Regions from separate parts of the Mus musculus genome. Here regions 2, 3, 4, 5, 6 and 7 are each linked to region 1. Evidence: chromatin contacts called from public Hi-C, HiChIP or PLAC-seq and promoter capture Hi-C data. All regions are on one chromosome and are shown on one strand. Each heading gives the region's core, a stretch centred on a gene start, on an enhancer-like site or on the middle of the called end of the contact. The rest is flanking DNA. Distances are from core to core; before and after follow the strand shown.

The links. Promoter capture Hi-C pulls out the DNA fragments that hold promoters and counts their contacts. A called contact is a pair of places that touch in the nucleus more often than the background predicts. HiChIP or PLAC-seq counts read pairs in DNA pulled down with a chosen protein or histone mark.
Region 2: an H3K27ac HiChIP or PLAC-seq map of embryonic stem cells shows a contact between it and region 1, with 7 times the contacts expected there. The contact joins the enhancer-like site here to the promoter of Osr2 in region 1. A contact is called at or near these places in 5 of 39 promoter capture datasets (the 3T3-L1 cell line, the C10 cell line, pre-B cells and 1 more) and 2 of 115 datasets of contacts at active chromatin or transcription factors (bone marrow-derived macrophages and embryonic stem cells).
Region 3: a Hi-C map of embryonic limb bud shows a contact between it and region 1, with 2.1 times the contacts expected there. The contact joins the enhancer-like site here to the promoter of Osr2 in region 1. A contact is called at or near these places in 7 of 39 promoter capture datasets (the 3T3-L1 cell line, cranial neural crest, frontonasal cranial neural crest and 3 more), 2 of 484 Hi-C or Micro-C datasets (embryonic limb bud and myocytes) and 5 of 115 datasets of contacts at active chromatin or transcription factors (craniofacial prominence, embryonic forebrain, embryonic limb bud and 2 more).
Region 4: a contact with region 1 is called in a promoter capture Hi-C map of pre-B cells, with 3 times the contacts expected there. The contact joins the enhancer-like site here to the promoter of Osr2 in region 1. A contact is called at or near these places in 11 of 39 promoter capture datasets (the 3T3-L1 cell line, 3T3-L1-derived adipocytes, the C10 cell line and 6 more), 1 of 15 datasets of contacts at CTCF or cohesin (pro-B cells), 6 of 484 Hi-C or Micro-C datasets (the C2C12 cell line, the HL-1 cell line, embryonic limb bud and 3 more) and 5 of 115 datasets of contacts at active chromatin or transcription factors (astrocytes, craniofacial prominence, embryonic limb bud and 2 more).
Region 5: a contact with region 1 is called in a promoter capture Hi-C map of pre-B cells, with 6 times the contacts expected there. The contact joins the promoter of Kcns2 here to the promoter of Osr2 in region 1. A contact is called at or near these places in 14 of 39 promoter capture datasets (the 3T3-L1 cell line, 3T3-L1-derived adipocytes, the C10 cell line and 8 more), 4 of 484 Hi-C or Micro-C datasets (cortical neurons and embryonic stem cells), 7 of 115 datasets of contacts at active chromatin or transcription factors (craniofacial prominence, embryonic stem cells and pro-B cells) and 1 of 9 other capture datasets (embryonic stem cells).
Region 6: a FOXA1 HiChIP or PLAC-seq map of pancreatic cancer cells shows a contact between it and region 1. The contact joins the enhancer-like site here to the promoter of Osr2 in region 1. A contact is called at or near these places in 3 of 39 promoter capture datasets (the 3T3-L1 cell line and pre-B cells) and 3 of 115 datasets of contacts at active chromatin or transcription factors (astrocytes, pancreatic cancer cells and pro-B cells).
Region 7: a contact with region 1 is called in a promoter capture Hi-C map of cranial neural crest. The contact joins the enhancer-like site here to the promoter of Osr2 in region 1. A contact is called at or near these places in 10 of 39 promoter capture datasets (the 3T3-L1 cell line, 3T3-L1-derived adipocytes, the C10 cell line and 7 more), 6 of 484 Hi-C or Micro-C datasets (all in uterus), 1 of 115 datasets of contacts at active chromatin or transcription factors (craniofacial prominence) and 1 of 9 other capture datasets (liver).

The regions. Positions count from the first base shown.
Region 1 is chr15:35,294,827-35,297,907 of GRCm38.p6, reverse strand. It overlaps Osr2 (odd-skipped related 2), which reads right to left and starts at 1,810. Exons shown (of 4, transcript NM_001368665.1): 1 at 1,441-1,810. It overlaps Gm52178 (a long non-coding RNA gene), which reads left to right and starts at 1,874. Exons shown (of 3, transcript XR_003951500.1): 1 at 1,874-3,081.
Region 2 is chr15:34,889,227-34,892,087 of GRCm38.p6, reverse strand. All of the region lies in intron 10 of Stk3 (serine/threonine kinase 3), which reads left to right. Among named protein-coding and RNA genes, the nearest start is that of Gm52204, 20 kb to the left of the region's middle. Within about 2 kb of position 1,262, at least 42 of the 459 cell types and tissues checked have an H3K27ac peak or open chromatin away from gene starts, as enhancers often do. A contact at or near this core is called in pre-B cells, where this site is marked.
Region 3 is chr15:35,697,668-35,700,900 of GRCm38.p6, reverse strand. All of the region lies in intron 33 of Vps13b (vacuolar protein sorting 13B), which reads right to left. Among named protein-coding and RNA genes, the nearest start is that of Mir875, 38 kb to the right of the region's middle. Within about 2 kb of position 1,605, at least 5 of the 459 cell types and tissues checked have an H3K27ac peak or open chromatin away from gene starts, as enhancers often do. A contact at or near this core is called in embryonic limb bud, where this site is marked.
Region 4 is chr15:35,680,276-35,683,339 of GRCm38.p6, reverse strand. The region is part of intron 33 of Vps13b (vacuolar protein sorting 13B); the gene reads right to left. Among named protein-coding and RNA genes, the nearest start is that of Mir875, 21 kb to the right of the region's middle. Within about 2 kb of position 1,444, at least 12 of the 459 cell types and tissues checked have an H3K27ac peak or open chromatin away from gene starts, as enhancers often do. A contact at or near this core is called in pre-B cells, where this site is marked.
Region 5 is chr15:34,836,102-34,838,996 of GRCm38.p6, reverse strand. It overlaps Kcns2 (K+ voltage-gated channel, subfamily S, 2), which reads right to left and starts at 1,642. Exons shown (of 2, transcript NM_181317.4): 1 at 1,145-1,642; 2 at 1-547. The coding sequence starts at 504. It overlaps Gm32970 (a long non-coding RNA gene), which reads left to right and starts at 322. Exons shown (of 7, transcript XR_383919.3): 1 at 322-658.
Region 6 is chr15:34,793,988-34,796,949 of GRCm38.p6, reverse strand. The region is part of intron 2 of Gm32970 (a long non-coding RNA gene); the gene reads left to right. Among named protein-coding and RNA genes, the nearest start is that of Kcns2, 42 kb to the left of the region's middle. Within about 2 kb of position 1,524, at least 35 of the 459 cell types and tissues checked have an H3K27ac peak or open chromatin away from gene starts, as enhancers often do.
Region 7 is chr15:35,759,142-35,762,077 of GRCm38.p6, reverse strand. The region is part of intron 35 of Vps13b (vacuolar protein sorting 13B); the gene reads right to left. Among named protein-coding and RNA genes, the nearest start is that of Mir875, 100 kb to the right of the region's middle. Within about 2 kb of position 1,562, at least 10 of the 459 cell types and tissues checked have an H3K27ac peak or open chromatin away from gene starts, as enhancers often do.

The DNA.
Region 1 (3,081 bases), core at 561-3,060:
CATGGAACTAAGGTACTTTCGTTTTGTTGGGGCTGCGGACTTACTCCATCTCAGGCACTAACTATGGGCCCTCTGCTGTCATCTCTCCACTAGCATGTTTCGGACCACTGGTTACCTTTAATTTTGCGAGGAAAGTTAAACCATGAAAAGTCATAAACGGTTCAATGGAGAGAAAGCTACATTTCTTTCATCGGTTTTCAATGGAATTCTCAGGCATGTTAGACGATTTGTAAAATTTAATTTCGCTGGCTGTCAGCAAAGTACATATTAATTTCAGTTTGGTAAAACTTTAAAAACACTGGAGAGCACAGGGGTCCTGATTATTTGATAAAGACTCTCCAATCGTTGGTAATAGTGATGTTACATTGAATAATAATAATAATAATAATAATATCGTTCGGCGTTATCTGCTAGACCCTGTGTATGGGCTTCTGAGTAAAATGACAGATGGATGAATGGTTATGTTCGCTGATTTTCAGTTCAAACACAGCAGAACTGTGTAAAAGCCAGAGAGCTATAGTAGAAAGAGATCTACGATCATGGTGGGGGAGGAGAATTTGGTCAAGTGGGGGGGGGGCACGAAGTTTCTGCCCCTTCCCCGTGCCTCTGCCTTCCCGAAGAGTTAATTAAATTAAGGCGCCCTCCGCATAAACTGGGTTTGTCTCCGCTCCCTCCCTCTCCATTTCATTTTCTTGTTCTGTTCAAGACTGGAATTTGTGGAGCAGAGAAAGTTGCTGTCTGCACCCAGTTTCGCTTCGAAAGCAGTCAGAACTCTTTTGTTCTCTGCTCACAGGTGGGGAGACCGATCCAGCGTTGCTGCCTCCACAAACACCTTGTCCTGCCTCCTTCCTACAACCGCGACTCCATTCCGAGCTATTTCTCGACAACCCAAGCGTCTCAGCTCCTGAGAAGCTTGCCTGTTGGCCTCTGGGCGAAGACCGGAGCAGGAGGAAAAGCAAGAGGCCAGTACACGGTTGGAAAAAATAATCACCCATGACTGGACTATTCCCCTGTGAAATGCGCCTTCGGAGTCGCTGGCTTGATTGCACCGTGTGTCCCGGCCCTTCCGTGCTGAGTGCCGGAGCTGCAGTAGGAGGAAGCGTGGATCCCGCTTTCTAGAGCAGGGGAGCAATATCACGGGGTGATGGGATCTGGCCACAAAGTACGATGATCGGCCTTTATAAATCTTGCCGAATGCGTAAATCTACCAAAACCAAACTAAGGGACAGCGCACAAAAGTACAACTGAGTGTATTAGCTGGGAGTCGCGTGCAGGGACCGGAGGAGGCCAGAACACGAGGCCCGGGACTAGGGTCCGCACGGCTGCCTTTCATTTTCTGAACTTGTAGCGCTCCAGACTGAGAACCTGGGCGCCCCTTGAGCACCCACATCCCTCCCTTCCTTTGGAAGGCTACAGCCTGGCCCTGGAAAGGACACTCACCGCCAGAACCGATGTCTGCCTGGGCAGCGCGGTTCAGACTAGGTCCGGACAGCAGGACGCACAGCTTGGAAAGGTCATGAGGTCCAAACTGGGAGAACTTCTTTTTCGGCGCGTTGTCCCGGGAACCGAGAACATGATCTGGGGGAGCGAAAGCGACAGCGGTAATTGGTCTTCGGCAGTCCGTGGAAGCGGGATGTGTAAAGAGCGAGCGTGTTGGGATGAGTGCTCAGAGCTCGCCCAGATCCCGGTGCCTGGGCCAGTTTCTGACCGCGGACTGCGGGTAAAGTCGGAGCCCGCAGCCCTGCAGGGCCATCACCCTCCGGCTGCGAGCGCGCTGAGCTCCGTCCCAGCCCGCGTCCCGCCCCAGGCTGCCCCTGGCCCGGAGTCCAAGGCTTTAGTAGCGGCCCCGCCTCCCCTCGCGGCGGGCGTCCTGCAGAGGAGCAAGGCTGCAGCGCCCAGGCTCCGCCTCCAAGCCCGGCGCCCGCTAATGGTCCACTCTGTTTACTTGTGTTTGGATAGCAACTGAGTCTTAAAGGCGCAGGTTTGCTTGAGGTTTTCCCAGTTAACCCAGACACAGAGCCCAAGGTGACTCAATTCAAACCTCACACAAAGACAACGCCCATCCCCTCTTTTTGGATGACACTTTCCTCACACCGATAGAAGTCCGACTACTGGATCTTTGCTCCCCCAAGCCCGCAGAGAAGTCCAAAGGGCATTTCGTACTTTTACTCGGTTAGCTGTCGCGTCATTTTACACATCTTAACACTTTTAATATGATCATCTGCTTCAAAGGGCCAAAGCTATCAGTTTTAGATTTTGTTTTCCAGCATATACCGCCCTTCCTCCTATGTAAAACAGTTCTGCCCATACTTTTGGTCAATTGTGACTATGTGTGTAGTCTGGTTTCCTCCCTGTTTTCAAAACGAAGTTTGTTTATGAAGGTGACAATTGACTAATTTCATAATTAGTGCAGAGACATCTGGATGTTCCGGGAGAAATTTCTTTCAATATCTAAGCTTTAATCAGCTAATGTACATTTCATAAGCAGTTAACCAACTTAGGCAAAGGAGTGGGCATCTGCAATCCATTGGCAAACAATAACCTGCCCATCTGGAATGGGTGAAGAACAATCTTTTTTAAATTTTAGGAAAAAACTATTCCAGTGCCTCAAAACGTGCATTATCTTCATTCTCAGCAAAAATTGAGTTCATTGTTCAGCCGCCAGGAAAATTGATTGAATTTGACATGTACTGTTAGGTTTCTTAGTTCTCCTAAAGGTTTAGTTTTGTGAGCGTGTAAATGAGAGGGTATTACAGTCCCTCTGGAAAAGGATGTCAGGGAACGATAAGATCCACTTGAAGCAACTTCTTTTCAGACGCAACGCGCCGCCGGAACAGAACTAAGCAAACTGTCCCTCGTCCCAAACCACTTGAGGACACTTTAGCTGGTGCTTGCAGAACCATAGATCTTTTAAAGGAACTGTACAATTCAAACGTGTTTCACCAAAAGATGCTTTTCGGTCGCCCCCTCAAAGGACAATTACAATAACCTCAACTATGTGAGGAGATGGATAGGTGTAAGCAGAAAGCTACGAGCCGAGCCGAATCGTCAAAGACCAAGCAGGAAGGCAGGCAGACACTA
Region 2 (2,861 bases), core at 13-2,512, 410 kb after region 1:
TCAAAAGTTATAGTATTTTACTGTTTCACAAAACTGTTGCCTTAGGTAAGATTACAGTGTCTGCTGGAGGCAAGCAGTTGATTCATGTAACTACTGCATTGTATAGACATATCCATAGTAACATGAATCCATATAAAAGAATATCTCCTGTAGAGCTAGCCTGAAAACATTAAATAGCCGAATGCCGTCCAGGTCTTTTCACTCACTCGGCTCCCCAGGGAGTGTCCAACACGTTCTGAGGGATACTTTCTCACTGAAGCCTTGAAACAGCTTATTAGTCCCTAGTTGCCAAACTTATCCATACATAGTTTACTGCCTTACACACAGCCCATCAATGCTATTGGTGATTCCTTTCTGGTCTAGACAAGAGTTTCAAAACACATAATGCTAAATTAAAAAAAAAAAAAAGGTGAAATTTAAAAATAGAAAAGCAGGTCTTCTCTCTTAAAGGTGGAAGATGTGCAGCACCAACTATGGGCAGCAGAGGGTGCTGGCTAGCCAAAGACATAATGTTCTCATGGAGGCCGAGTGAAACCTTGTCGTTGTGAGGGGGGCTTCAGTAAACAATTGCTCATGTCTGTGGAGCACAGTGGCTTCATGTTCTTCGGTTCCACAAACCATTAATCTGAAAGGGACCCGTCTTCCTAACTACTCAAGAGCCAGCGATCAGCTGGAGGTATCCATCCTTCACAAATGTGTGCACCTCCTGTGTTTGACCTCACCTCCACCCTGTTGAGGATTGCTCACTCAGAACTCACTCCATACAATTCAGGTAATGTTGGAGTGTTTAATTTTACTTCTTTCTACTGGCTTCCAGTAGTAACTTTCTTAATGAGACTTAAAAGCCTTTCGAAAAATAGTAGCAGGTTATTCACTCTGCTCTAAGCTAGCTAAGAAGCCCACTCCTTTAGGAGCCACTAAACAGTGTCTCATTTGAATGATCAGAGCAGAGATTTCCCAGGGAAAGAGAAAAATCCACTGCCATCATCCTGGCAGAGTCACGTGCCCTGTTTGGTATTGTTATAATTTAGAATGCAAAAAGATCAGTGAAAAACAGTTTGGGGTGACTGAAAAATTGGAAGGTAGTTAACAAAACCCACAGATGCCTTCATATTTAAGAGTGCTTCCTTTTTTGAGCAGCATAGCCTGGTGCAGCTGCTGACATGACAGCCATTGTGGACTGTGAGAAAGAGGACAGTCTGGCAGCAGGCTTTGTAGTGAGGATGATGAAATGAGGCAGTTAACACATCTGCAGGAAGAAAGCAATAGCCAGAGCCATGCCTGTCAGCACTGCAGCTGGGCTTCAGTGAGGTGCTGAGGATACAGAGACTGTGCTTGATGATGGTGGGCCTCGGGGCCTCTCACACATGACACACTCTGGCAAAAGAGAAGGAGCTGATAAAGTTTTCTCGTGTGAATGTCCCTAATAGAAAATGGGCCAGTGGAACTGAAAGAGAACACTGATAGCCAGAGAGGGCAGTGTGTGTGAACCGGCTTTAAGGAATATGATTCTGTTTAACAATAGTTTCTTAGCAAATTTAATTTTGTCTATTTTGGTTTTGTACCTCTTCTGAAATAAAAAAGGCAAGGAACATCTTTTTTACACTATTCTTGCTCACTGCTTCTGTTCATTCCAGGTGTTAGGCACGTAGGGCTTGGTCTGCTGTATCACTCGGGACTGGGGATCACATAGTGTTATCTGAGAATACAAAACAGTGCGTAGACGATTCCTTAAACAACAAAATATTCCAGCCACTTGTACATGGAAAGTTCCTCAGGAGCACGTTGACTTCTGTATTGCATAGCTGCGTTATTATTATTCCAGCAGAGATAACCCAACAGCATGGCTCTCATTTGCTTCCTAATTACAGATGCATTTCCCCTTAATCCTTATTAAAATGGACTTTTTAAAGAGTAAGCTGAAATTTCATCCTGTAAAATAAAATGTAAAGATTTACTAGTAAAACTACTTCATATTAATGTGTATTATTCAAACCAGAGCTCACATTCTGATCCCCAAGTTTCCACTCACGACCACAGTCTCCTGGCAGGGCAGTGTGTAGATGCAAAGTGAGATTCGATGCACTCTGAAGAGCCCCAGCTGGGGCTCGCTTGTGTTGTCACAGTAGTTGTGAAGCCACTCAGAAAGCAGGTGTCTGGCTGGAGCCTGGCCTCCCAGGTATGTCAGCTTGGTACTGCCCTGGCACTGACAGACTCTGGGGACATTTGGGGAGGTACTCATTTTAAAGGTAATACTAGAGGCAGACTCCCTCGTGCTTTGTGCTCTACCAAGTGAAACCAGAATGTTTAAGCCCTACCCCACTCACACCTTTTCCATTGAAACACTGTAAAAGTCCTTGCAGCCCATTCGTTTACCATAATGGTCCAAGCATGAGGTTTGCTGAGTGCTTATTACAAGTAATGACAAACAGGATGGCTCAGTGCACAGACACTATAGTCCTCTCCGTAGACTAGAGTCTTGGATGGTTACCTTTGGAAGTTGATACCTCGATCATAGGACCCTAAGACAGTAATGTTCCCTTGGTCTCATTTTATACCCTCCTGGATGTTTTCCCTCCATCATACTTTCTTTTTAATGCAGGGTCTCTCCCTGAACCTGGACTCACTAATGTGACTAGACTAGCTCAAGGGATCAGCCTGTCAGTATGCTGTGTCCCTCACCCAGCACTGGAATTAGATCACCCAACTTTTACATGAGTGATGAGAATCTGAGCTCAGGTCCTCATGCTTGCATGGCAAGCAGGTGCCTACCGGGCCAGCTCCCTAAGCCATATGTTAGACAATGTTAATGAAGGAGCGAGGGGAGACGCTCTCTCCTGGAGTTGGGGGGTTTGTCTTTG
Region 3 (3,233 bases), core at 356-2,855, 400 kb before region 1:
TTTTAATACAAAGATCGTCCACATTGGAAATTTTACATAAATAGAACATTGTATTTATTTTATCAAGAAACAAGAGTTTATTTTTATACTTCTAATTTCTCAGTATTATAGGTTAGAAAAATATTATGAGGAATTGCTATTTCAACTCAGTGATATGGTAGGTAAAATGGGCTTTGGTGTAAAGAGCTTCCTTCAGTGAGCCCAGTCAATGGTATTATTTATTTAAAGAAACTTAAGCTTGTGGTGGTGGTGGTACATCGTGTAATCACAGCACTTGGAATGTAAAGGCAAGAGGATTCAGAATTCCAGGCCATCCTTGGTCTTTTTAGCAACTTCTAGGCCAGCCTAAGGACTAAAGGAGACTTCAAGTACAACAAAACTGAAACTTAATGAAGAAGCAAGGTGTAAAGTTGAATATTATAGAGTACAGTAAAACAAAATTTTAATGCTTTAATTTCTCCAAACCAGATGTTATACAACATCCCACACAATGTAACTGTTCCATCAATGACAAGTTTTGTCAACAATGAGGCAAGAATTCAAAAAGGAAGCACAAAGGACACTCATCGTGCTCAACAGACGCAGCAGTGTACTAGAGTCTCAGTTTTCCCCTGTTAAGAGGTGACCATCCCAGGTCTCTGTAGATTTACTTACCAAGCCTGCCTGCTAAGTGTCTATTCACATCCTCACAGTTCAAGACATTGTTGTACTAACTGAATTATAGAGGTAGCTCAGTCAAGGTTGAGTTTTGTTTTTTTTTAAGATTTATTTATTATATGTAAATACGCCATAGCTGTCTTCATTATGGATGGTTGTGAGACACCATGTGGTTGCTGGGATTTGAACTCAGGACCTTCAGAAGAGCAGTCAGTGCTCTTAACCACTAAGCCATCTCTCTAGCCCCAAGGTTGAGTTTTATTGTGATATGTGGTCTAACCTAAGTTGTAAATTAGGAAAAGGGCTGGGACTAGTGTTAATGGACTATAATACTTAGATCATTATTTGTATTTCAAAATGGTAGACCAGAAAGAAAAAAAAGGGCGTGGGGTTTAATGACCCACCCACAGGGGCACAGGTTACTCAACATCTACCTTTTATGCTAGTTTCCCTTACTCCTAAGCTTGTATAGCCTAAACTTACTTTCAGCAATTCCTAAGCTCAAGAAAATAAATTAGTACTAAGGAAAACTTTTCATTGCAGGGTCTGAACGCAGGGCCAGTTCTCATTGTCTCTCCAGGTCTATTTATATGTTTCTTACATGCATAATGAATCACAGTAAGTTGGTCATTCTTTATATTATATTCAGAGTTTTAAGTTTGACAAGTTTTCATTTTTTAATGAACTCAGGTTTTAAGAAAACAAAACAACACATTCTGGGCACTTTTAATCCGGGCTTGCATCAGGAACAACCTGGCTTAGAAAGGATCATGATGCTAATTCTTTAAAAGTGGCTACCGTGTGTACAAGGTATATATTCTTTCTGCTGATAAAATCTAAAGCTCTTTCCACTGATGTCAATGTGGAAACCATTTTGTCCCATGGCTGCTTACAGCCCTGCAATAGGATTAAGTCAGCTGCAAGTGCTCATTAGATCAGGCTTTACAGTGGTGTCTGAGCTGCAGTCTGTTTCTCATAGACTTACGTAGAGACTGACTTGGATTGGCTCTTTAGAGCCACTCTCATTTTACTAGAAACAACTGTATCACATCAGCCACTCTCATAAATTTACTTTAAGATGGAATCAGCCCGAACCCTGGAGCAGATGAAAGTTTACTGAGCCTATGCACTCTCTGTAGGAGCCAAACAAAAATATGTGTTTAGCTTCTGGAGCAATGTACAGGACTGGTTATTAAATATTCCAATGGGCTACTGCCTTACAACTATGAACTTAACAAAACTGTAGCTGAACTTGAATGTCTACTGATAAAGTATATCTAAATTCTTATTTGATTATCAGATGATTCACATAATTATTTAAAGAAATTATGGAATTCATGGAAATGAAGCAAAAAATCAGCATGCTTTAAAACTAATTTCTAATATGCAGACTAAGTTGAGCACATTCGCAGTTAATCTTACCTAGTAGCAGGTTATCACTGCCCAACAGAATATAGTTACTTAACAAAATAGCAAATTGACTTTTGTTTCTAACTCCAGTTTCTTTGAAGTAGCTCAACCCTCAGGATTTTGTTATCTTGTTGACATAAGGAAATCCACCAAGTAATTGCAAAACTAAGGCTCATTTGCAAACTTCCCTGACTACATTCTAACTTCCTAAAACAGATCAAATGCAAACTGAACTAAGGCAATATGTTCTTCTGTCATTCATATTAATACTCTGAAAAATAATACTGTAAAAGTCCTGAAATGAAAAGTAACCAAGAAGAGAGAACATTTCTAGAACATTATTGCCAATTCTATATCATTAGAAAATGGTCCTACGCAGACTTTGTGTGCCCCGGTACAGGGGAACGCCAGGGCCAAAGGGGGGGAGTGGGTGGGTAGGGGAGTGGGGGTGGGTGGGTAAGGGGGACTTTTGGTATAGCATTGGAAATGTAAATGAGCTAAATACCTAATAAAAAATGGAAAAAAAAAAAAAAAAAAAAAAAAAAAAAAGAAAAGAAAATGGTCCTGCTTCTCCTTTGCCTTTCCATGAAAATTAGCACAATAATCTTCCACATACTCGGTATTGTATGTGAAACAGGTAGAAAGTTGTAAAAATAGCTCAACTCAGCTTGATTTAGATCACCAGGAATTTTACAATGTAGTATACTTCGAGAGTTAACAACTTTCAGTCACTTTAAGAAGGTAGTTTTCTGCATAGTTGTAAAGGTAATGTGAGAATAATGGAAGACAAGGTTGGAAAGGCAGCACCCAGAAAGACCCTAGGTGACAGCTTTAAAAATGTCAATACTTTCTCTGATGCCCCTCAGCCTTAAAACAGGGCCTCTTGAGTATGACATCCATCAAGCTCTAGGGCACTTATTTATTCTAGGGCCTCAAGTCAAACATCTGAGCTAAAGCTGAAGTCCACTGATAAATACCCAGCAATTTTCATGTGTACTACTGTTTGGAAAATGCTGTTCTGCAAGAACTACAAAAACATTCTAAGCAAACTAATCACAAGACAATACTCAAGAAAAAGTGGTAATTCCATGTAACGGACAGCAGATGAAAGACTATGGTTATGGCAGACCATTGCCTATGGAATAAAACCATCGACTCTCTGAGAC
Region 4 (3,064 bases), core at 195-2,694, 390 kb before region 1:
TCTGATGCCCTCTTCTGGTGCATCTGGAGTCAACTACAGTGTACTTACATACAATTAATAAAGAAATATTTGGGCCAGAGAGAGAAGAAAAAGTGTCTGAAGACAGATACAATGTACTTACATATAATAAATAGAGAAAACTTTACAATCTGAAACTTTCAAGTCAGAGGCTGATTATGTAATGAAGGGAACTAAGACATAAAACATTTAGCATACTTCACACAAAGTGACATGGAATAACAGATGACTGATGTCACAGAGCACAGCAGCTGCTCAACTAACAGACAGGAACACGAATGCAGAGTGCCTAGGGCTGGGGTTTGCGTCTTCTCCAGGGCATTCCTGGACAGTCCAGTATTTTTTACAGATAGATTTACAAAATAATTTATAAATAATAAATTTCATAATTTAAAAAAGTACTATTGGCCACTCTTTAAAAAGAATGATAGGAGTCACCTAGGACACAAGCCCTCCAGTAAAGATGGTTAAAAGAATGGAAGCAAGATGAGTAAGCTTAGGCTGCTGGTTTTCTTATGTAGTTCTCTCATCTAGGGGAATTTAGTTATTTGATATAAAACAGCACTGAAAAGGAGACAAAGGCCTAGAAATAAGAGAACTAAAAATGTATAAAACCTTGCATATATTCTCATGGCACTACTGTTAGTTTTTTGAAGTGATTTTTTTATGTAATTGTAAGAAAAGCCTATAAGTAGGCTTAGAAGAAACATACAAACTTAGCAGAGAACTCTGAATCTGTAACTCTGAATGGTCACTTGGTTATCACTGTTTTTGCTCACAGGTATGACAGCAAATTAGTTATAACCTATTTTCCTTGGGATTTTCTCTTTATATAAAATACATAAAAATATTTTTATAACACAAAAACATGAATCTAAAAAAAAATCACGGGGAAATCTGAAAAGTACACATGAAAGAATCAATAATTAAAGTGCCAGAATTTAGGGTTGGGGAGAAGACAGCTAAGCATGGATAGGAAGAAAGGTAAATTATAGTGGACATCAGTGTGCTAGGCCTGGAGAGGCAGCAGAAGCAAAAGACAGTGTGACAGTAATATGTTTTGAGATGTGACCTTATCAGGCTCTATTGCTTGATGTAGTTTTGTTAGGTACTTGCACAGAGACTAAAGGTAATAACAGGACAAAGTCTAGGGAAATAAAAACATCACTTCAAGTGTAAACACCCATCACTTTAGAAATAGTAATGAAGCCTAGGCTAAAAACTGTAGACTAAATACTATATATGTCTGATGGCTAAGTCAAAAAAATTTTTTTTTCCTTTTTACAAGTATGACCTTTTCTTTTTCTCAAATAACAGTAAGAGGCACCAAACACACATGAGACAGTCAAGCAAGAGAAACTGTACAGGGAGCAATTGGGAAAGCAAAGCTAAGGAAGTGGCTAAACCAAGTGGTCAAGTGGGGGAGGAGGAAGGAGGAAAAGGAAGTAATGCTCGATTAGTGTTGGGTTGCTCTGTTTCTTCTCCAGGACACACATGGCCTGGTTCAAAGGACTCCCACAACACTTTTACAGTGCTTCTGGTCTTCCAAAAACATGGTTTCCATTTTGTTCTAAAAGCTTCATTCTCTCTAAGGCAATGATTTGAAATGAGCATGTGTTACTCCTTACACCACCTCTGCGAGGAGGCTTAATTAGAAGATTACTTACTATAAAGGAATAACCGTCATCACTGATGCCAAATTAACATAACCAAGGGCATGCCGGCCCCCTTCCTCTTCTATTTAGTTTACTTTTAAAAGTGTGATCATAGGATAAGAAAACAAGAGAGGTTCACTGTAGCATTTAAACAATATGTGGTTCTATGTGGTGCTAATGCTTCAGTTTCTAGTTGAAAGTCCTTACACCACAATAGGAGAATAAACCCAGGGCACTTAGGTTTGAAGGCCACATGCTTGCAGACGATTCCTACAAGTCTAACCTCAGCTTGAGCTGTGAAGCACATACATATTCTATTCTCACAGCACTACAGCCTCTAGGTCAGTGCTTCATAACATGTTCTGAGCCTGTCCCCAATCAGTGATGGATACCAATTTCTTTCAATTCTTTGGAGGTGTATACTGCACCTTGTATTTTTCCAGTTCTAGAAACAGAGATAGGAATTTTCATGAATTGCAGAATCCAGTTGTAAGTTTATAGAGTGCCATCCACTGCATACTCACAACCATCCTAGGGTTATCAACTCACCTTTAGAATACTGTTCACATTGAAACCCAGATACAGGGGTATCAACAATATACATTCTTTTCCTCATGTATTGTGAAGTGCTATTGGGTGCAGCGGAGTTGTCTTTTACATCTCAGGAATGTGTGACTTCTGGTATCACATGGTCAGAGTATGCCAAATAATTACCTGCATTGTGTCATTCCACAGAGGAAGACAATGATGAAAAAGCTTTTCTAGAAATCTGCATACTAAACTTTATATGCCCCAGTACAGGGGAACACCAGGGCCAAGAAGTGGGAGTGGGTGGGTACAGGAGCAGGGGGCGAGTACAGGGGACTTTTGGGACAGCATCTGAAATGTAAATAAAGAAAATACCTAATAAAAAATTGGAAGGGCAGCCACATTCATTAAAGAAACTTTAGTAAAGCTCAAAGCACACATTGCACCTCACACAATAATAGTGGGAGACTTCAACACACCACTTTCACCAATGGACAGATCATGGAAACAGAAACTAAACAGGGACACAGTGAAACTAACAGAAGTGATGAAACAAATGGACTTAACAGATATCTACAGAACATTTTATCCTAAAACAAAACGATATACCTTCTTCTCAGCACCTCATGGTACCTTCTCCAAAACTGACCACATAATTGGTCACAAAACAAGCCTCAACATATACAAAAATATTGAAATTGTCCCATGCATCCTATCAGATCACCATGGACTAAGGCTGATCTTCAATAACAAAATAAATAATAGAAAGCCAACATTCACGGGGAAACTGAACAACACTCTTCTCAATGATACCTTGGTCAAGGAAGGAATAAAGAAAGAAATTAAGGACTTTTTGGAGTTTA
Region 5 (2,895 bases), core at 393-2,892, 460 kb after region 1:
GTTGCCCAGGGGTTGCCCATCGAACTTGGAAGCATCATTATAGAAGGCCAAGATCTCATCGAAGGAGGAAGTGGTGCTTTCCTGGTCACTCTGCTCGTCCCATTTCTCCTGCTCAGGTTCCACTTTGCGGCCGTGATAGCTATAGCTGCAGCAAGAGTCGATGAAGAACTCATTGATACCCCAGTACTCGATCTCCTGGCTGAAGGAGAAGACGCACAGCTCAGCCATGACGTGAAGCTTGCCGGTGTGGTAGAAATGCAACACATAGGGGAAGAGCTCGGGGTTACGGTCGAAGTAGAACTCACGCTGAACGTCATCGTAGTCATCGCAGAGTTCCAGAATGGCCTCTCGCGAGTGGCAGAGGAGCAGACGGCCCAGGCGTGTCTCAGGGAAGCGCAGCAGCGTATGGGAACGCAGCCGTCTCTTGAAGCCACCCACATTGATGCGGATCTCTCCATCCTCGACGTCGGTATCGGACACATCCCACAGGCTCTGGCGGGTCATGCTGGAGATGCCCAGGCGCCCGCGCCGCGCGGGGGCGCTACACCTGAAAGCAGAGGGAACAGCATCTATGTGAGCGCCGGCACTCCCCACCCCAAGTCTTTCTCTTGTTTTCTCTTCACCCTCATCTGACTGGCCTCTCCAGCAGGGTCTCTAGGTGAGGTCCAGCACTGGGGTGCAGGAATGGGTCTATGGGAGTTGACTCCCTTCCCAAGGCAAGACAAGGGTGTATGTTTCCACGAGTACACCCGGGCCTCCACCTCCTCCAGGGAGTGGCGCCTGTCGGCTCTGAAAGCCCAAGGGGGCTGTGTGCTGACCTTGCCTGTGAGCAGACCAAGGAGACGCCCCCGCCCTCTCGCCGCAGACAGGCGGGACCCAAGCTGAGATGCGCACTGGCAGGGCTGGGCCAAGAAGGGGGCGCGGAGATTTGGGAGGAGGCAAGGAAATTCACCGCTCTAATCTGTAAATCTGGGCCGAGGGCTAAAAGGGTCAACTCAGCGTCCCAGATCTCCAGCCTTCAAGGACCGATTCCATTCCCAGCCCCCTTCCTACCACCACCCCCGCGCCCTTCTGGCGCCGTGCTCCCCGGCCGCGTGCGCTGCGCCTTCCCGGAGCTCGCCTTGCGCGTTCTAAAAGCGCTTACCTGGGTGCACGGGAGCCCGCGGCAGAGGCCGGCGGGAAACTTCCCCGACCTGCTGGCAAGCATCACCGCGGTGGACGCCGTTGGCTGGCTGCGCGAGTGCGCGCGGGTGCGAGGATGTAGATGTGAGTGCTTGTCTGTGTGCCCCGCCACCGGGCAGGCGGGGTCCACCGTGCGCCTCCTTCAGTCTCCGGCCGCACACACCACCGCCCACATCCGCGAGAGGCTCACAGGTGGCTGCGTGGCCCCGACGCTCGTGGAGCCCCCCTCTTCCGATCTGCGCGCCCCTCACCCACCACGAGAGGCAGGAGCCCACGCCGCAGGCGCCCGTGGAGCGGGGGCGGGAACCGAGCCGGTGCGCCTTGCAGAGGGCCTTGAGCCTGGTGCTGCGCGGTGGTGCTGAACGGACAGCTCCGAGCGCGCCAGCCCGGGGCACAGTCGCCGCCCAGACTCTTGAGACGTTCCGGAGCATCATTCTGTTCTTCGGGCGCCCCCCAGCTTTGCACGGAGCTGACACCTTTTCCCCCTCCCTCGGCATCCTCCAGGGACAGCTGTTATTGTCAGCACCCCCAGGGCTCAGACAGAGGGTTGCCTACAGTGACTTTCCTCCCTCGCCGGGTCTGTAGGAAACAGACTGGAGAATGAAGGATGGCTTTTATGTATAGGGCGGATAGGGCAGCAACGGAATGATCTACCGGCTTCGGCTTCCTCTTTTAGAAACCTGAAGAAAAGTTTCCTATACCTGGAAATGGGGTTATCGGAAAATGGGAGCTGTCAGAGAAGACTGAGGTTGAGCTGTGGCAGGGATATGGGTGGGGCAGGAGCTTGGGTGTGTGCACAGGTCCTGTTGGCATGGGGAGGAGTAATGGAGTTCTGTTTGAGAACTCTGCATGATACCGTGTATGTACAAGCCAGTGTGAGCTTCAGAGGAGTACTTGGAGTTCTGTGCGTGTGTGCAATCTGAGGAGTAGGACTACCCAAAATCTGTGTAAAGTATTGACAAATATGTCTTCTGATGGATGCGAAGATGCATACAGTGTGCCATGTATGAGGATCTGGACATGCATTAGTGTGGTATGTGCATACAGTGTGAGAAACTGTGTGCTGTATAAACACTGACTTCAGCACAGAATTCCCAATCATAAGACATAGGGCCCTCATATTGGCCAAGCCAAGAAATAGACCCTTATTCCTTGGTATCCCCCTGGTCTCTGAGCAAATACATGGTCCTCATTTTCAGACTGTGGCATGCATTGTTAGCAGAGAGCTGGTGTCCTCATGTCTTGGTCAGAAGTAATAGGACAGTTCTTATAAGGTGGCTCCAGACTCAGGAAAAACAGTGCAACCACGAGAAACACATTCTTCATATGTGGCTCTAAGGGTGCCACCTGAATTGAGAGGTGTTCTGGCTCTAGATTGTTTGATGGGTTGGAGCTGAACTCCGGTCAGAGCATTTGTCTGGTATGTACAAGGCCCTAGGTATTGATCCCCAGAACTATGCAAACAGTGCAAAAGACTAGCCTGCTTTAAGCTCCCTCAGAGGGTCTGAAAAGAATCCTTGATCTAGTTTTGTGTTGGATCAGTGGATCCAAGTATGAGTCTTTGTATCAGCCACTCACCTTTGAGCATATATGATGTGTGCATTGGTTACATGTGTCCTCACTAAAAGGACGCTACACCCATGTCTCTGAAGCTTCTGTGAGTGTGGGTCTTCCTGCAAAAGCAGTTCCATATGGGAAGAAGAATAATGTGGT
Region 6 (2,962 bases), core at 275-2,774, 500 kb after region 1:
CAGTTAATCCCCGACAGTTCAGATTTCGCTTCCTCCCATGGTTATGTGTGAATTACAAGGTCTTGAGGCCTGTGATGGGTGGAGTAGAGATAGTGCTGGTAAGGAGTTCATGGTTGCCATGTGCCTCTCCTTCCTGGTGGTCTTTGGCCATGGGGGCAAGGACGCGGGAGCTGTGTGTGGTCTGCTTTGATTTCAGTCCTTGTGCGTTGGTCCTTGGCTCATTCATGCCTCCTTGGAACCTATGGAAACCTGACTGTTCTCTGATCCCTGAGAGGCTACAGAGGTTCTGGAGACTGAGAGGACAAACACTGTGCAGCCATTCCTGCTTCTGGGATCCTGAGCTGGACTTATTCTCCTTCCTGGGAAATGAGATGTTTTCTGTTTTCAAATGTCCTCAAAACCTCTCTAAGGCTTGTGTCAGTTGTAGATAGAAGGTATGTTTCTCAGCAGACCCCAAATTTTCCAGACTTTCTCCATTTCCCAGTTTAGGGGATATTTCTCTTCTGGGGAAGAAAAGCAAAGAAGCAGCCCTGACAAATCCCCAGCCCTCACTCAGCCCCATCCCTGGATTTGAACTAGAACTTCATTAGTCTCTCACATCCTTCCTTAAGAAACGGTATCCTGGTTTGCTTTCTCTTGCTGGGATAAAACATTGATCAAAAGCAAAGTTGGGAAGGAGAGGGTTTAATTTTAGTTCCAGGTTCTAAAGCTGTAAGACAAGTGTATTGGGTTGATCTTGGATTGCTATATCAAAATACACTAGTGCACGCACACCGTTTGTCCCAGCACTCTGAGTTTGAGGCCAATGGGATCCACAGAGTGAGTTCTAAGCCATCAGGGCTACATAGTGAGACTCTGACTCAAAAACAACAGCAACAACAAGAAATGTGAAATATCAGGTTGCTTTTAAAGAAAAGAGATATATTAAGAGCTCACAATTTGGAAATAAAAGTCCAACATTGGGTAGCCCCATGTGTTTGGCCTCATGTGAGAGCACCCCCCCACACACACACACTCCCTCTACCTTTGGCTGCATCACATGACAGAAAAGGAATTTCTGCATACAAAAGGAACAAACATGTAGGGGTGGGCTCATTTTATAACAACTTGTCCTAAGGAGAATTAGCTCCTTCAGCTGCCAGCCTTAACCCTTGCAAGTGGAGGTGCCCTGACCACTTACCCATTTCCCAGGAGGCTCTAAAGCACGAGAATTCATCACTTCCTACCTCCCCACTGAAGAACAAACGAATACACCAAGTTTTGGGGGATATCCAATCTCTAACATCCAGAAAAGCACAAGCTACGAACATCCAAGAAGGGGGGAGGGGTCATTGTCAAAACTAGGAGGCCCTGAGCAAGATTTGTCCCTCAGGCAAAGTACAGGAGGACAGTGAGGGTTAAGCCAGGGACCTCTGGGCCTGGCTTTCTTCCTTCTCTCTTCTGTGGGAGACGGGTAACCCAGATGGGCCGTTGAACCCGGACTTTGAACCTCTGCCATGCAGAACAGAGCCCAAGCCGCGGGAAGGCTGGCCCCCACCCCTGCCAGCTGCCTATCTGATGCAATTCCAGGAAATTTGTCCTATCCGTTAGGCCTAGTTTCAGGAATTGGGCTTCTGGCTGGTTTCCTTCAGTCACATGGCTGCTGGAGTGGTCAGCGCAGATAGGTGGCAATGTGATTAGCTGTCAGACTGCTTTCCAGGCTCAGAGATAGGGAGTACATGGATCTTAGCAAAAGACAGTTAGATGGTTAATAGATCCAGACAGCTCTCAGGGAACGGGCAGAGCGGAGCATGGAGCAGCCTGGACAGACCCATCAGATCCGTGCTGAGAAGCAGGCTTCCTCGGAGCCCTGTCCTTCCCTGTAGCCTTAGAAGCCCGTAGCTCTTGTCTCAACTGGTGGAGACAGGCTATAAGAGAAAGCCCTTCCTCTCAGTACTACGGACTGGAGAAAGTCTGCATTACTTTCTGTGTGGTCCAGGAGTCCAAGCTAACACAGGACACATATGCCTTTATCACAGAGTAATGCATACACTCCTGGGGATGTGCCTAAGTCAGTGTCCAAAACAGGAGCAGTTATGTGGAAACCTTTTTCCTACAGGGTTTAGATTCCATCCGGAGGAGGTATAGCAGCCCGGCGTGTTTTTCAGGTGAAGCTCTCGCCTTGCCATAAAATTCGACACTAAGTAATGCTTTAATGCAACACATTTTCCTGTGTGTGTATGTATATATGTGGAGGCCCAAGGCTGATGTTGGGAATCGTCTTTCATTTCTCTTCTGCTTTATTCAGTGAGTCAGGGCCTGTCAATCAAACCCAGAGCTCACTAGTATGGATGGCCTCCCTAGTCAGTTTACTCTGAGAAGCCCCTGAACCATTTCCTTAGCTCAGTGTAATATATGCTTTAGAGCCCAGTGTAATATATGCTTTAAAAAATTGTGTGTAGATGCTTTACCTGCATATATGTCTGAGCACAACATGGGTGCCTGATGCCCATGGAGGCCAGAAGAGATCATCTGATCTCCTGGGACTGGAGTTACAGTCAGGTGGGTGCTAGGAATCAAACTCTCTGAAAAGAAGCGACTGTTCTTAACCACTGAGCCATCTCCCAACCCCCTCAATGCAATACAATTTTAAAAATCCAAATGAGTGCAAAAAATTAAATGATATGTAAAATAATAAAGTATTTAAATAAAAGCAGGCTCCAACTCACAGATAATTTATTCACATTCCCCGCTCAGCCCTGCTGACTTATTTTAAAGAGAGTTTGAACACTGGTTTCAATTTGGCCACCTACTAAGTGGCTGATGTTAGGTTAAGTGACTGAAATGCCTTGAGCCTTTATTACTTCATCTGTGAAATGGAGCAACGATCAACCTCAAAAGTTGTCATGAGGGTTAAATGGGGGATTGCCCAAATGCCTGTGGTTTCACTGGAGCCTTTTGTTGTAAGCTTTGCAGGAGCCAT
Region 7 (2,936 bases), core at 313-2,812, 460 kb before region 1:
AGGCTCTTGTTAATCAGTAGAATTCAAATTCTGATTAACTCAGAAAAATGAAATGTATACCAGAAATGTAGTAATTTTGGCAATATTCAACTATATATGCATCTGAGCTGCATTATTGACCTTATTTTACTGAATGCTCTTGAATGCTCGGAAATGAAAATCATTTCCTTGAGCAGATGAAAGGATGGACTATGGTATTTATTAAAAAAAAAATAGTACAAAAGTGAGAAGGCAAGTACAGCTTCCTTTCTTATGCCTTGTAAGATGCGCCAGGAGCTTAGCACTGCATACAGGGTCAGCTGAGCCTTAACACCGGGCAGAAGCCGGGCCCTCCGAGCAGGGTCACGGGTATGCTTCCTTACACGGGCCTCTCTTAAGGCCCCAGTGAAGTCAGACGCACAGATTCCTCAGAATATGAAAATAATTTCAGGTTTGCTTCTGTTTCTCAGCCATCACTTGTGTATCCTGAGTGTGAAGTGTGGTTTAATGCTGATTTCTGAGTGACTGCCCCTCAGCAATGTGTGACGACTGCAAGAGCTCGCTGGCCCTAAAGCACTGGTTTCGTTCCTGCGGAGTTATGTCCAAGCTGTTCTGTATGTGTCAGACCTTGAATCTCCAGATGATGACAAATTTGGCGTCACAAGTAAACCCTCCTAGTACTGAATACAACCGATCAAAGTTTTTAGGGAGCCTGAAATTTCAAAGATCTAGACATAGCAAAAGATAACGATACTGCTACCTTTCCAAGAAGAAACAGGGAGGCATTTAAAACACTACAATTATTCATGTTTGAAAATTTATGTTTATATGCAGTGCAACCTCTGTGCACAATGCCTTTCAGCCACCAGAGTCCCTTGACCCTGCTTGAAAAGTACATGCAATTGTGCATGTAGACGCTATTCCTGGGGCAGCCCCCAGGCACCCTGGGCAGAGGTGGAAAAGCATTGTGAGATGACTATCCATGGCACCGTGCCTTCCCAAGTAGCAGAGCAGGTCCACTAAGGAACTGGAACCTCACTGCAGGAGGAGGCATCCACTCTTCCTACTCAAATTGATGAAATGAAGTAACCTCATCACTAAAATAAAAACAGGAAAGGGTGTGTTTGACGGAGACAGACTCAGAAGTGTTTTTGATGGAGATCCAGAGGAGGATTATCCGGAACAATACTGTTCAAGAACTACAAACAGCTAGAATCAGCCAGACTGTGAATGTGGCCTTTTGTCCAATTCTCAGAATCTTGGGCTTGAGAGTTTTGAAAATTTTCAAAATTTTTACTGAACTGTAATAAGCATTTTCAAAGTTTAGATTTTAAGAAAATGTAGCAATAGAATGTCCCAGCTGAGTCATCTTGTCTGCAGATTCAGTTTCTTACCAAGCCTGGAACATATTTTGTATCCTTAAGTTACTAAATAAACCTGAGGCTGTCAATTATTAGATCCTAATTACCCTTCCAAACTTTCTGAAGAGCTACCAGGAAGCAGACTGATTGAGACTAGCCTGTCACAGAGATCCTGCAGTTATTTCATGCAGCTACACCCTACAAGGTGACCTCATAGGGAAAGGGGAAGAATCATATTGCAGTAATGAAAACAGAGTGGGAATTCAAGCCCCAGAGGTGATTCTCCTCAGTTGATGGTAATGCACACCTTGTGGGGGACCAAACATCAATTGGAAAGTTTCCTGAAAATGGTTCCAGCTATTTTCTCATTTAAAATGTTCCAACTTGACTTGAAGCATTAGTCATCATATTACTTACATTTATGATGTATTATGAAATCTCTTACCAAAACCCCAATGGGTTCAATATGGCTTGTTATACTCAAATCATAACATCTATGAAGAAAAGCTTCTTTGCTAAGTGCTTCTTCCTCTGGAATTTTATTTGTAAAAGCTACTATTTTATTTCAGATAAGTAAAGCTCAGCTGGAAACCAGTGCGCCTGGGTGGCTGTGCACACAAGGACAGTGTTCTTCCCAGTCCTACCGCAGGGCTAAGTGCGAAACACAGAACTAACCAACGTATCATCCAGCTTGACTTCCTGCATAATTTCAATAAAATCTTTTCAATAAGATGCCTTTTCCTCTTATTGGGTTGTCACATACATTCTCACTCAATAATTCAAATTCTGATTTTTGATACAGCATTCAAAAAAACCATAATCTTAAAGACAGTGGACAATGGAGATCGGGTATTCAGAGTAACAAGACCTGGAAACCTAGAAAGCTGCTGACTGCAGTGAAAGCAGTGTGTTCTCCCTGAAGGTTCGACATCAAGGTCTTCAGCAGTGGCAGACCTGATCGCTTCAGTAAAAGGGGGGCTGGGTGTGTTCTGCTCTCCATGACGCTGGCCATCTCAACTTGAATCATCAGTAGTGCTCTTTGGTGCTTTCACTGTGAGCTGGTATCACCACTATTGTGACAATTATTTAGCTGTACATCTTTATGACCAAGCACTGTCTTTTTAGATGTTTCCTTGTCCTACCTCAAACCACGGCATAGAAGTTACAATGAGAAGATGATTGCACTAGTTTTCTACCATGAATGAATTGTACTAAACTCATTTAGTGAGCATCTCTCATCAAGGAAGTACCTATATAAGGCGTGATTGTTAATTTGGGTTGTCTATCTGATTGGAGGTCTACTGATGTACACTCTGGGGAGCTTCCATGAGGGTATTTCTGGGGAGGTTTAACTGAGGGGTGAGAAGAATGTGTGGAGAACTACTGCAGATGTGAGCAGCACTCTCCATAGACAGGGTGGGGGATGGGGTTTGCAGGGAATAAGAAGGGGAAAGAAGTAGTCACAGCCTCCCATCACCACAGACAGGAGCTGCTCCTGCAGTCATGCCAGCCTGGACAGACAGACCACATGCTCAGACCACCAGCCAAGGTAAATCTCTCCTTCCTGAACTTAGTCTGTCAGTGTCAGGTGTTCTG